Regions from separate parts of the Triticum aestivum genome. Here region 2 is linked to region 1. A link is a contact called in public Hi-C data. All regions are on one chromosome and are shown on one strand. Each heading gives the region's core, a stretch centred on a gene start, on an enhancer-like site or on the middle of the called end of the contact. The rest is flanking DNA. Distances are from core to core; before and after follow the strand shown.

Region 1 (4,983 bases), core at 1,181-3,680:
TGTTGGGTGCCGTAGCTTCTCGCGTGACAGACCGACACGAAGATCCGTCCGTATGGTGTCTGCGAGCTGCACGTCGTCTCGCGCGCAGCACCGATGAGTAGATGAGCGCGGCCGCAAAATCTACCTCACCCTGGGCTGGAGGCCGGCGGCTGGGTCACAGCGACAAGCTGGCAAAACCCATAAAGCTACTGCGAAATTGGCGGCAATGTGTTGCACATGTCAAGGATCACGGCTTGCATTGCATGCGCATGAATAAACAACCAACAAGTAGGCGTGCAACTGGTTGCTCTGCGTGCGCTACTATTTCAGTAGTACAGTATTAGCTAGCAACCACCCACCGGGCCAGCGGCCGGGCCAGGCCACCGCCTGTACGATACGTGTTGTGTTGCTATCCATGACACAGATCAGGTGACATGCACCTTTGCATGTTACCGTTTGCCTTGCGGCCCGAATTCAAATTTCGGGCGTGATGAACAGAAGGCATTTGTTACAGGGACGGTGCATTTCTTTTTTGTTTTCCTCAGATCTATTAGTACGGAGTATTTCATCTTCTCTACGTACTGACGATGGCGAGCAGAGCATATATCCATCCCTGCAAAAGGCGGCTCTTCTGCTCTGTTCTGCTGCTGATAAGATAAGTTTATCATATCATCTACAGCAGCAGATGTCTCTAGCGTGTGCATGCGGCCATAACAATGGCTCTGCACTGCACCACTTCTCTTTCTCTTTCCAAACTTGGCTCATGCATGCACCTGGTGTGCTTAGCTACACAACAACCACATCACGTCTCAGGGTGTGCATATAAAATACAGAAAAGTGTATAAAAAGGCGCAAGAAAAGAAGCTAGGTCAAAATGGACGACAAATATCTAGATACTTCTACTACCAAATAGGATATGCTTCAGTTTTTGACAAGGAAACTGATGAGCTAGGCTACATTCAAAATGTTATTATTATGTCGTCGGTTGAACGATCTAAAGCTAGCCTTCGAGGGCTTCCTGAATTAGTATACATTTTTGGGAGGATAAGATTTACATCAGGGCATGCAACAACATGACAAATAAACAAACAAAGTTGATGATAGGTACTACCAACAAGGGACTAATTAAGCTAAGCTCTACCACCTGAATTACGCGAGCAAAAACCGCCGCTGCTAGCTGGAGACAAGGCATCGATCGAGCTAATGGTTCCAACCCTACGCTAGCGCCAGCTCTATGCATTGCTTCTTCAACGCCGCTGTCGGAGCCGGCGGCTTCACCATGTCTCTGGCCCTCTTGCACCCCGGCGACGCCGGCGCCGTCAGAAGGTCGACGCCGAAGATTCTCACGGCCTTGTGCACGGGCGCCGGCGACTGGTCCACGGGGTCTGCGGGGGCGGGGCTGTTGGTGCTCGGCCGCTGCTTGCAGTCAATGAAGAGCTTGCTGGCTTCGCCGGTGCTGCCGGCGGCGGCGCGGTAGAACCCGACGACGTCTCCGGCGCCGAGGCCCTTCTCCTTGACGAAGCGGCTCCAGCCCTTGGTGAGCACGTAGCTCTGGCTGCTGTTCCAGTACGAGTAGCGGAACCGCCACACCTTGCCGGCGGCGTCCTCGAAGTTGAGGAGCAGGCCCTTGCTCTCGCCGCCCGCGGCCGGGAGCTGCAGCGGGAAGTGCTTCTCCGCGTGCTGCTTCGGTATCACCAGCCGGTTCAGCTTGCCCACGTCGCTGGGCGTGACCGTCTTGTCGAACAGGTGCTCGCGCGCGGCGGCCGGGGTGGGAGGCGAGGCGTGGCCGTGCGAGGTGGTGGGCGCGGAGAGCGCGGCCGAGGCGGCGAAGGCGCGCTTGCTCTGGGCGAGCTCGTCGAAGTAAGTGTGCTTGCGCAGCATGTCGACGACCTCGGCCTTGGAGCGCGCGGCGAGGAAGCGGAGCTCGGCGGCGGCGTCGGGGTCGGCGTCGGCGAGCGGGCGGAAGTTGGTGACCGCGTCGCGGCCGCGGAAGCGCTGCGCGGCCACGTCGTAGGCGCGCGCGGCGTCGGCCTCCCCCGCGAAGGTGCCGAGCCACACGCGCTGGTGCCGCTCGTAGATCTGCGCGCCCCAGCGCCCGTTGGGCTGCGGCACCACGCCCTTGAACCTGGACGACGGCAGCTTCCCCGCCGGCGCCGCGCGGCCGCCGGAGTCGGCCTCGGAGCCCGGCTCGGCCGCGTCGAGCACCGCGCTGGCGCCGCTGCCCATGCGCTCGAGCGGCCCCGCCGCGGCCGCCGCCGCGGCGGCGGCCAGCGCCTTGAGCTTGTCCGTGGAGGCGGCGCCGCCGCTGCTGGTGTCGTCGGCGAGGCAGCTGGTGCTGTCCATTTCAGTAACGGCGCGACACTGGCGGCACTAGCTGTGGAGTATGGCTGTCTCTTCTGTTGGTAACTGATGCTATGATGGGTGGTAGTATCAATTGTAGGACGCTGAGGGGAGCGCGCGCGGGGGGATTTATAGGAAGGAAGGAGAGATCCCAGCGGCAGAGTGGGTGTCGTGTATGGCATGGGTGGGACGCTGCCGCTGCCATGCCCATACCATGCTCCGCGTGGCTCTTCCCGTGGTTTGCTACCTGTATTTTGCTCTGCTGTTTTTAATTCCAATTTTTTCCCTCGCTTTTCGGTGAATGCAAACCATATAAAAATGCTGCCGCTGTGTAGGGCTAATGCATTGACGTCACCCCCGTGGGCTGAGACATAGATACGTGGTCAGAGCGTGGCTCGCCGATGGGCTGGCCTTGGTGTGGGTCACTCATCAGCTCATGGGTTGGCTCAAGGGCTATCCATCTATGCCTAGATGATGAAGGTAGATGGATACTCTAGGTAGATCGTTTTTTTAGAAAAGGAGGATGACCCCCGGCCTCTGCATCTGGGAGATGCATACGGCCACTTTATTGATTATTCTCGATAACCATACAAAGTATTACAACAATGTGTCTGAATCCACCATCTTGGCAACATGTGCCGCTACTCCTATCCAATATGATGAGGGGGTGCTAGCTGGGCCACTACCCAAACCACTCACCTAAGCCTAACATCAAAAGCCGGAAACCGAAACTCATTCGGTAACCCCAGCCGAGCCACATACTGGGTCTGAGGCGCAATCCGGTCAGACGCACTCGTGTGTCGTCGCCGCCATCTTCCACAGGTCCGTCTTCAGATCAAATTGAGGCTTCTACCTTGTCTGGCCAGTCTGCCATCGACGTCCCCATGACGCCAGACAGCTTCCTCCTCCTGCACGAGTCCATCTCCGCGCATCAGACGCCGAGTCTCCACAGCACCATGCCGCCGAGATCCGCCATCATCAATGTGAAAGATGAAGCACCGCTCCACCAACGTCGCCGTCCTCTAGTCCCTCGAGCCCGTGTGCACCTCCAAGAATGACGCCCCCAGGGGGGGAAGACGACACCAGAGAGCCGCCGCCATCCGATCTACTGATCTAGGGTTTCCCCCGGAGGTAGCAGAGAGTGGCCTTGAACATCTCCACGACGATGCCTTCAGGAAGGGAACGACGCAGACAGCGTCGCCATCGCCGGCCTTGGCAATAGCCAATAGCAGGTTTTCACCCGGATCTGATCGAAGACCTCCATCTCTCGTGCACGGGTCGCCGCCATCCTTGCCGGGATCTGGAAGATCCCGCAAGCCAGATCTCAGTAGGGAGGAGCCCCCCCCCCCCCCACCGAGACCCGCCGGCCAAGCAGGGGAGGCCGAGGCCGCGCCCACAGGACATGCCCGCGCCGCCGCCCCGGAGCAGCCCCGCGCGCCAAGAGGCGAGGACCACCACCATGACTCCCGCCGCACCGCCGCCAGGAGCTCGACCACTCCGCAGCACGCCGTGCCGCCGCACCCGTCAACCAGTCCGGCGCCCAGGCCCGGCGGATCTGGCCCGCGCCTGACCACCCGCGCGAGGGGACGAAGGAGGCCCCGCCGCCGCCTGCGCAGACCGGGCTTCGCCCGGCCACGCCCTCCAGCGGCGGCGAGGGGAGTAGGGAGGGAGAGGGGGCCGAGCGGAGGAGATCGGGGCGCCCTCCCCGGCCGCCTCGCGGGTGGCGGCGCGGGAGGGAGGGAGGGAGGGATGGTCCCACTCTAGGTAGATCGTAGCATGGTCTACGGATGGAAAAGATGGTTCTTGTTGCGGATGATGTGAGCTGGCCGCCCCATGGGCGCAGCTGTTTGCCATGTCACGCCGGATGCCTTCTCCTTTCTATATGGCTTTGCTTTGGAGTGTCCCTTTTTTCAGATGAGGTTTGTGGCGGAATTATTGTTGCTCACGCAAGTGGATTGGGCTTATGCTATGCGTGTTTTCAGATAGATATAGATGGATAGATGGATGCTGTGTGCTGGCTTGTCGCAGTGTGACGTGGACTAGCGAGGAGAGGACCCTATTTCTGGAAGTTTTTGGAGGCGGCCGGTCATCTACAACTTCACCATCCACAGGGAGTTGATCTTAGCCGCGGAAGGGTACTGGGTACGGTACAAACAAGAAACTACTCATGCAATTGTCCGTCCATACGTGACAGGGACATGATCCGGATCGACCGGACAGAAAAGTCCAGCACTTGTAGATAACACACTGGGCACACTCCGTTGGCTTAATCATACATACAGAAAACAACTAGCCAAGTTATTAAGCCGCTGCCTCCAGGATAATGTTTTGTGCTACAACGGTGGTGATAAGTCGGCGCACGGCACGCAAAGCTGCTTCACCGGCCGGCAAGTGGGCTGTGGAGTTTTCCTGGGTGCGCCGTGCTCGGTAAATCCGGTCAGATCTGTTCGATGTGGCCGAGCTCGCCGTGCAAGTGGGCGGGCTACGAAACAGTGGAGCAATTGCGAATTTGCAACGGCGACGCTCGCCCGCGGTCACGGCTCGGGGAATTCCACGTGCATTGCTTGTGCAGCTATGGCATCTACTGTAGCCAAGCCGTGTGGGGGAAATTGAGTATACGCACTACTGGTAGTGTATAGACGGGAAGAAATGGGAACCGCGACG
Region 2 (5,055 bases), core at 965-3,464, 220 kb after region 1:
TGCTAAACCGTGATTCTGATTTCCAAAGGACAGTGCAATTACAATTCAGGCAGCTGAGCCGAGCAATTAGCTCCTCAAATTTCTAGTGCGCACACTGCTATAATGTCGATATAATTGGAAGCATTGTCACTAACCTCCGCCCTCGCGGTATACATCAGAAAAACAGACATCGCCAGCCCGGCGCATATGGTCCTGAATAAGTAACTTAAGCAATGTAAGTAAATAAAGAAGAACAGACATCGTCAACCAAACTCAATGGACACCAAACTCAAAATGTATAAACAGAAGTTGTGCACAATTCCTGTACCTTGAGATCTTGCCATGACGCTGACGAAGGTAAACCATCAACCATAACTGTGTGGCTCACAACAAGAAAAGAAAAATGAGAATTCCCATCCGGACATATCAATCAACTCATTAACAAGACAGAAGTACAAACCTCGGAACTCAGAGCGCCTAGAAACACCTCCACGGCGTCCATTGCTAAAGCTGCTTGGGCGATCATACGAGTAAGATTGAGCTCTTCCACCATGAGCTAATTCCACCTGAGAGATGAACTTCTCAAACAACAGGCACAAGAAAGCAGTCTTTGCTTTGAACCAAAAAAGGCAACACGCAGTACATGCATACCCGCAGCCTGCAGCCGTCAAAGTCATACCCATCACGGCCATAAATTGCATCATCAGCATCACGGGGATCCTCAAACTAAAGAAGATCATTCTTTGTTAGCATCCAATAATTAGTTATATAAGAAATGAAAACTTAGTTAAGAGAGTAAGTTTAATGCCAAAATAAGAACAATGAGGCTTCTATCATGAATTCTGAGTATAAACCTCTACATGACCATGACAGAATACTGACCTCAACAAAAGCGTAACCAGGAGGCCTTGGAGGAATCTTCAAGTCAATATCGACAATACAGCCATACTGCATAATGATACACAAAATTAAGGCATGAATAAATCTGTTTTAATTCCTTACAATGCGATGTACATGAGGTGCAACCTATATCATACTAGTTTCCTTACTATGTACAAGTTAAACTGAAAAATGGTCAAGAACTTCATCAGTTTGTGCTATAGCCAATTATCTTTACATAATTGCCAAAGCCACAAGAAAAGCTAGTGCAAGAATCATTACACAAAATTGAATATTTACCTTGTAAAAGAGATCCTCAACCTCCCTCTCACGAATGTCCCCAGGGAGATTGCCTACATAAATGGTGCAGCTGTTGCGCCTGCCCATTGTTTCTGCAGTTAAATAAAATAAAATAAAGGTCATACAGCCTATACATGAATATGTAGATGTTCTTTTATGCAAAACATACTACTACTAGCTAGAATGGTGCAGATAAGCATTAGAAGCACAAGCTGGTATAGCAATAGAAGAAAATAAAATTGCCGCCTAAGTAATTGACAGGAAAGAAAGCAGGAAGACAAATTTCATACTCATGTATTTCCAGAATATTATATGTCTACCAGATTTTGCCGATTTAACTACAGAATAGATAATACAACTATCAGAATCAGAGTGCGACCTCAGCTTCCGTCGTCTATCTTCTCACTACAGGAATTAGTGCTAGTAAAAACTTCAGAATTGTTCAACAGACTCTGGACAGTTGGACAGAACACCTTGTTAAAACCTAATCCAAATCTCACATGAGCATGATACCCAAAAGGCCAAAACCGATCTCAATGGTCACCATTCGGAGGGAAATTTGCCCAATCTTGGAACGCCACTACGCACTACCAAGGTTTTCTCTGCTCGAGAATAAGATTTCACGGTATCTGTAACGCTCCATGGCGTAGATGAAACGAACTCCAGAACAGAAACGCTGGATACAATCAGCCCCTCATCGCGATTCACAAAAGGTGCAAATTTTATCTGTGCCTGCGGCACAAAACAGAGGTGGAAGGAGGACGAACCGCGGATTTCTAATCGCGAAAAAAACTTGCCACCGCCTGTAGAACGACGGGAAAAGCTGCCGAGAGATTCGGGCGGGGGCAAGCGCGGCGGAGACGGGAGAAACTGACGGAGAACTCAACTGGCAGGTGGCGATCGAAGAAATCAATCAATCAAGATGGACAAATGTTCCGAGGTTTTCGGCTGAAGTAGCTGCGGGGCAGAGAGGTAAGGCCGGCGGGTCGAGAAGCTTCGGGACTCCGCAGGCGACGCCGCGTGGAAATGCCGCTACGCCAAAAGGTACGTATTGGTTTTCTCAACAACAGAAAAGAGTAAAATTCGTTCACGGTGACTTGTCCGGTGCGCGCAATTTAGTCGGTGATTTCACAAAGTGATAAACACGGCTAGATACCCGTAAAAAAACACGGCTAGATTAGGTGTCTATTTTTTACCACGTGGCACAGTTTGACTCGTGGTACACCACCACCTTAGTGATTAGGGGCCACAGTGATGCTTCGTGTTTTTTGGCTAGCGCTATCTTGGCCTGCCCACAGCAACAGGCAAGATCACCAGTGACACTTTCGTTTATATGGTTGAAAGAGCGCGCGCGCACATGCAGGGATGGTCGGAGCGCTACTAGCTTGTGCTGCGAGAGAAGCGCTCCTAAAATCCGTAATCCAAGCAATTCCTACCTTCAGCATGTCGTGTTTTCTCCTGATCAAGAAAGTATGTAAGACTCTGACATCAGGTATGGCAAAGTTCTTTTGAGCAGTTCCATTGATGGGCGGTCTATGCATTGGATATCATGGGATAAACTAGCTACACCGAAATGCAAAGGTGGAATGGGCTTTCGTGATCTCCGCATGTTCAACCTAGCTCTTTTGGGGAAGCACGGATAGCGCTTTATGACTAACCTCAACACTCTATGCGCTCGGGTTTTGAAGGGCCGTTACTTCCCAGATTGTGAGTTTCAGCTCGCCACAGTACCAAAAGCCGCATCTGCTACTTGGCGAGCCATCGTTGCCGGTCGAGAGGCCCTCGATGCTGGCCTTATCAAACGCGTGGGCACCGGTTCAACCATATCCATATGGGAGGACCGATGGATTCCTTCGACAGTATCTATGACTCCCATGCTGAGACCTCAAAATGCTTTTGTTCAGTTGGTTAGTGAGCTGATCGACACTGACAACTAGACATGGAAGACGGAGTTAGTACATGAGCTGTTTATCAGCCCCGATGCACAAGCTATTCTGAACATACCTTTGTGCCGGGGGTGGTGATGATTTTATGGCATGGGCACATGAAAAATCTGGCATCTACACAGTCAAATCAGCGTACCGGTCTCTAGTGAACAAAAAAGAGCGTTTTGCTCTCGAAGAAGGGACTGGTATCGGGTCTTCAACTGACAACGCAGAGCTATGGCGTGCCTTATGGAAACTCAATGTGATGCCTAAAGTTCGGGACTTCTACTGGCGAGTCTTGAGAGGCATTATTCCGGTGGAATGTACCTTGAAGCAGCGCCATATTCAGGAGCTCGGAAGATGCAAAATCTGCATGGCCATGGATGAGGATTTAGCTCACGCACTCATTCACTGTTCGCATGCAAAGCAATTCTGGGTGCAAGCTCAACAGTTACTTGATTTCTCTCTACCGAAGCTACACCCAAGCACTTGGTCTCATGACATTTTATGTGACCAACTTTTCTCAGAGAAGAAGCGAGCGATCATAGTCACAGTGATGTGGGCGATCTGGCACTCTCGGAATCGTCTCACACATGATCAGGAGAAACTTGACCCGTCTACTTCTGTGAGACGCATTAAAGAAGATCTAGCGATCTTGGATATACTTCGGCCAGACCTAAAAATCTTGCCAGGTTATGGGTGGCGGCCCCCTGATGGAACGATCATCAAAATAAACACCGACACAGCAATTCATCTGGATGGCGGCAATGGTGGAGCAGGGGGGGTGGCACGATCAGTTGGTCGCCTCTTGGGAGCATGGAGCAAACCCCTTGTGGGTGTCACGGACCCCCTTATAGCTGAAGCCATGTCTGTACGGGAAGGCGTGCGCTTTGCGAACCTCAGAGGATTTCAGGAGGTGATCATCGAAACCGATTGTCTGGAGGACGTGGAACTCTGGAAGAATCGTCACAACTCCTTCGTGATTGTGGCACCGTTGTTTTATGAGATAGGAGAGCTAGCTACTGCTTTTTCTTATGTTGATTTTCTTCATGTAATCCGGTCAGCAAACTACCCAGCTCATCTCTGTGCCAAGCGTGCTTGCACACTGAGTATGACTGAAAGTTGGCTGAAAGAGACCCCTAGCTTCCTGGTGAGTAGCCTGCTGGCTGACGATCCAGCGAATGCTTTTGTTTGAATAAAGCTCTCACTATTGCCTGCAAAAAAAGTGATGCTTCGTGTTTAGTTTTATAGTAGCGTGTCATCTGGCTTGTTTTCTTTCTTTCCGGAAAAAAAGCGATCTTGCGAGGAGAGGTTAGATTTCTTGTGCCGAGAAGTGCATGGATGAATCCGGATAAACCCATTTTAAAAAACACATTTCTAAATTTAAAAAAATCTGAAAAAAATTGCACGAGTGTTCTATGTGCGTGCATAAAGTTTCACGGAAAAATAACTCTTTTATGGCCTGTGCAAAAACGACAAAAAATATGCCGTGGGACACTATTTAGAAGCACTGCAATTTGCGTTTTTTGCTGAGGCAAAACAAAAAGACATTTTTTCATAAAATTGTACCGCGTACACACATTTCCGAACATGTATGGGTGTTGTTTTCTTTTGTTTTTTTTTGACATTTCAAAACATGCTTAAAATGCATTTTTTTGAAAAGTTGGTGCATATGCCCATGGGTTTAGATGGTGCCCTCTCTTCTTGTGCCGTCCTTTGGCGGCTCCCCTCCGCCGACAATCTTACTCTTGTCAGTCATGAGGGTCATTGGATCCCCGCGCACGGATCGTGTAGCTATTGATTTTAGTGCCCTAGTAGCTCAGGTTTTTGGACTGTTCAATGTTTTGCCTTTGGCAACGCCGATAACGGCGTCGAATAAAGGAGCTCCAGATCGTCCTTGATGAGGCTTTCTGCTCTATGGCCGGTGAAGGATTTGGGAATTAGCTTGTTCAAACGGGGATGGCGTGGGGGT

Evidence for each region. A called contact is a pair of places that touch in the nucleus more often than the background predicts.
Region 2: a Hi-C map of leaf shows a contact between it and region 1, with 3 times the contacts expected there. The contact joins the promoter of LOC123061814 here to the promoter of LOC123061813 in region 1. A contact is called at or near these places in 2 of 5 Hi-C or Micro-C datasets (both in leaf) and 1 of 1 datasets of contacts at active chromatin or transcription factors (leaf).

The regions. Positions count from the first base shown.
Region 1 is chr3A:493,652,003-493,656,985 of IWGSC CS RefSeq v2.1, forward strand. LOC123061813 (AP2/ERF and B3 domain-containing protein Os01g0693400) reads right to left here and starts at 2,431. Exons shown (of 1, transcript XM_044485088.1): 1 at 965-2,431. The coding sequence starts at 2,322. The coding sequence ends at 1,195.
Region 2 is chr3A:493,873,766-493,878,820 of IWGSC CS RefSeq v2.1, forward strand. LOC123061814 (serine/arginine-rich-splicing factor SR34) reads right to left here and starts at 2,215. Exons shown (of 14, transcript XM_044485090.1): 1 at 2,046-2,215; 2 at 1,159-1,250; 3 at 862-927; 4 at 631-705; 5 at 440-545; 6 at 308-354; 7 at 135-192. The coding sequence starts at 1,245.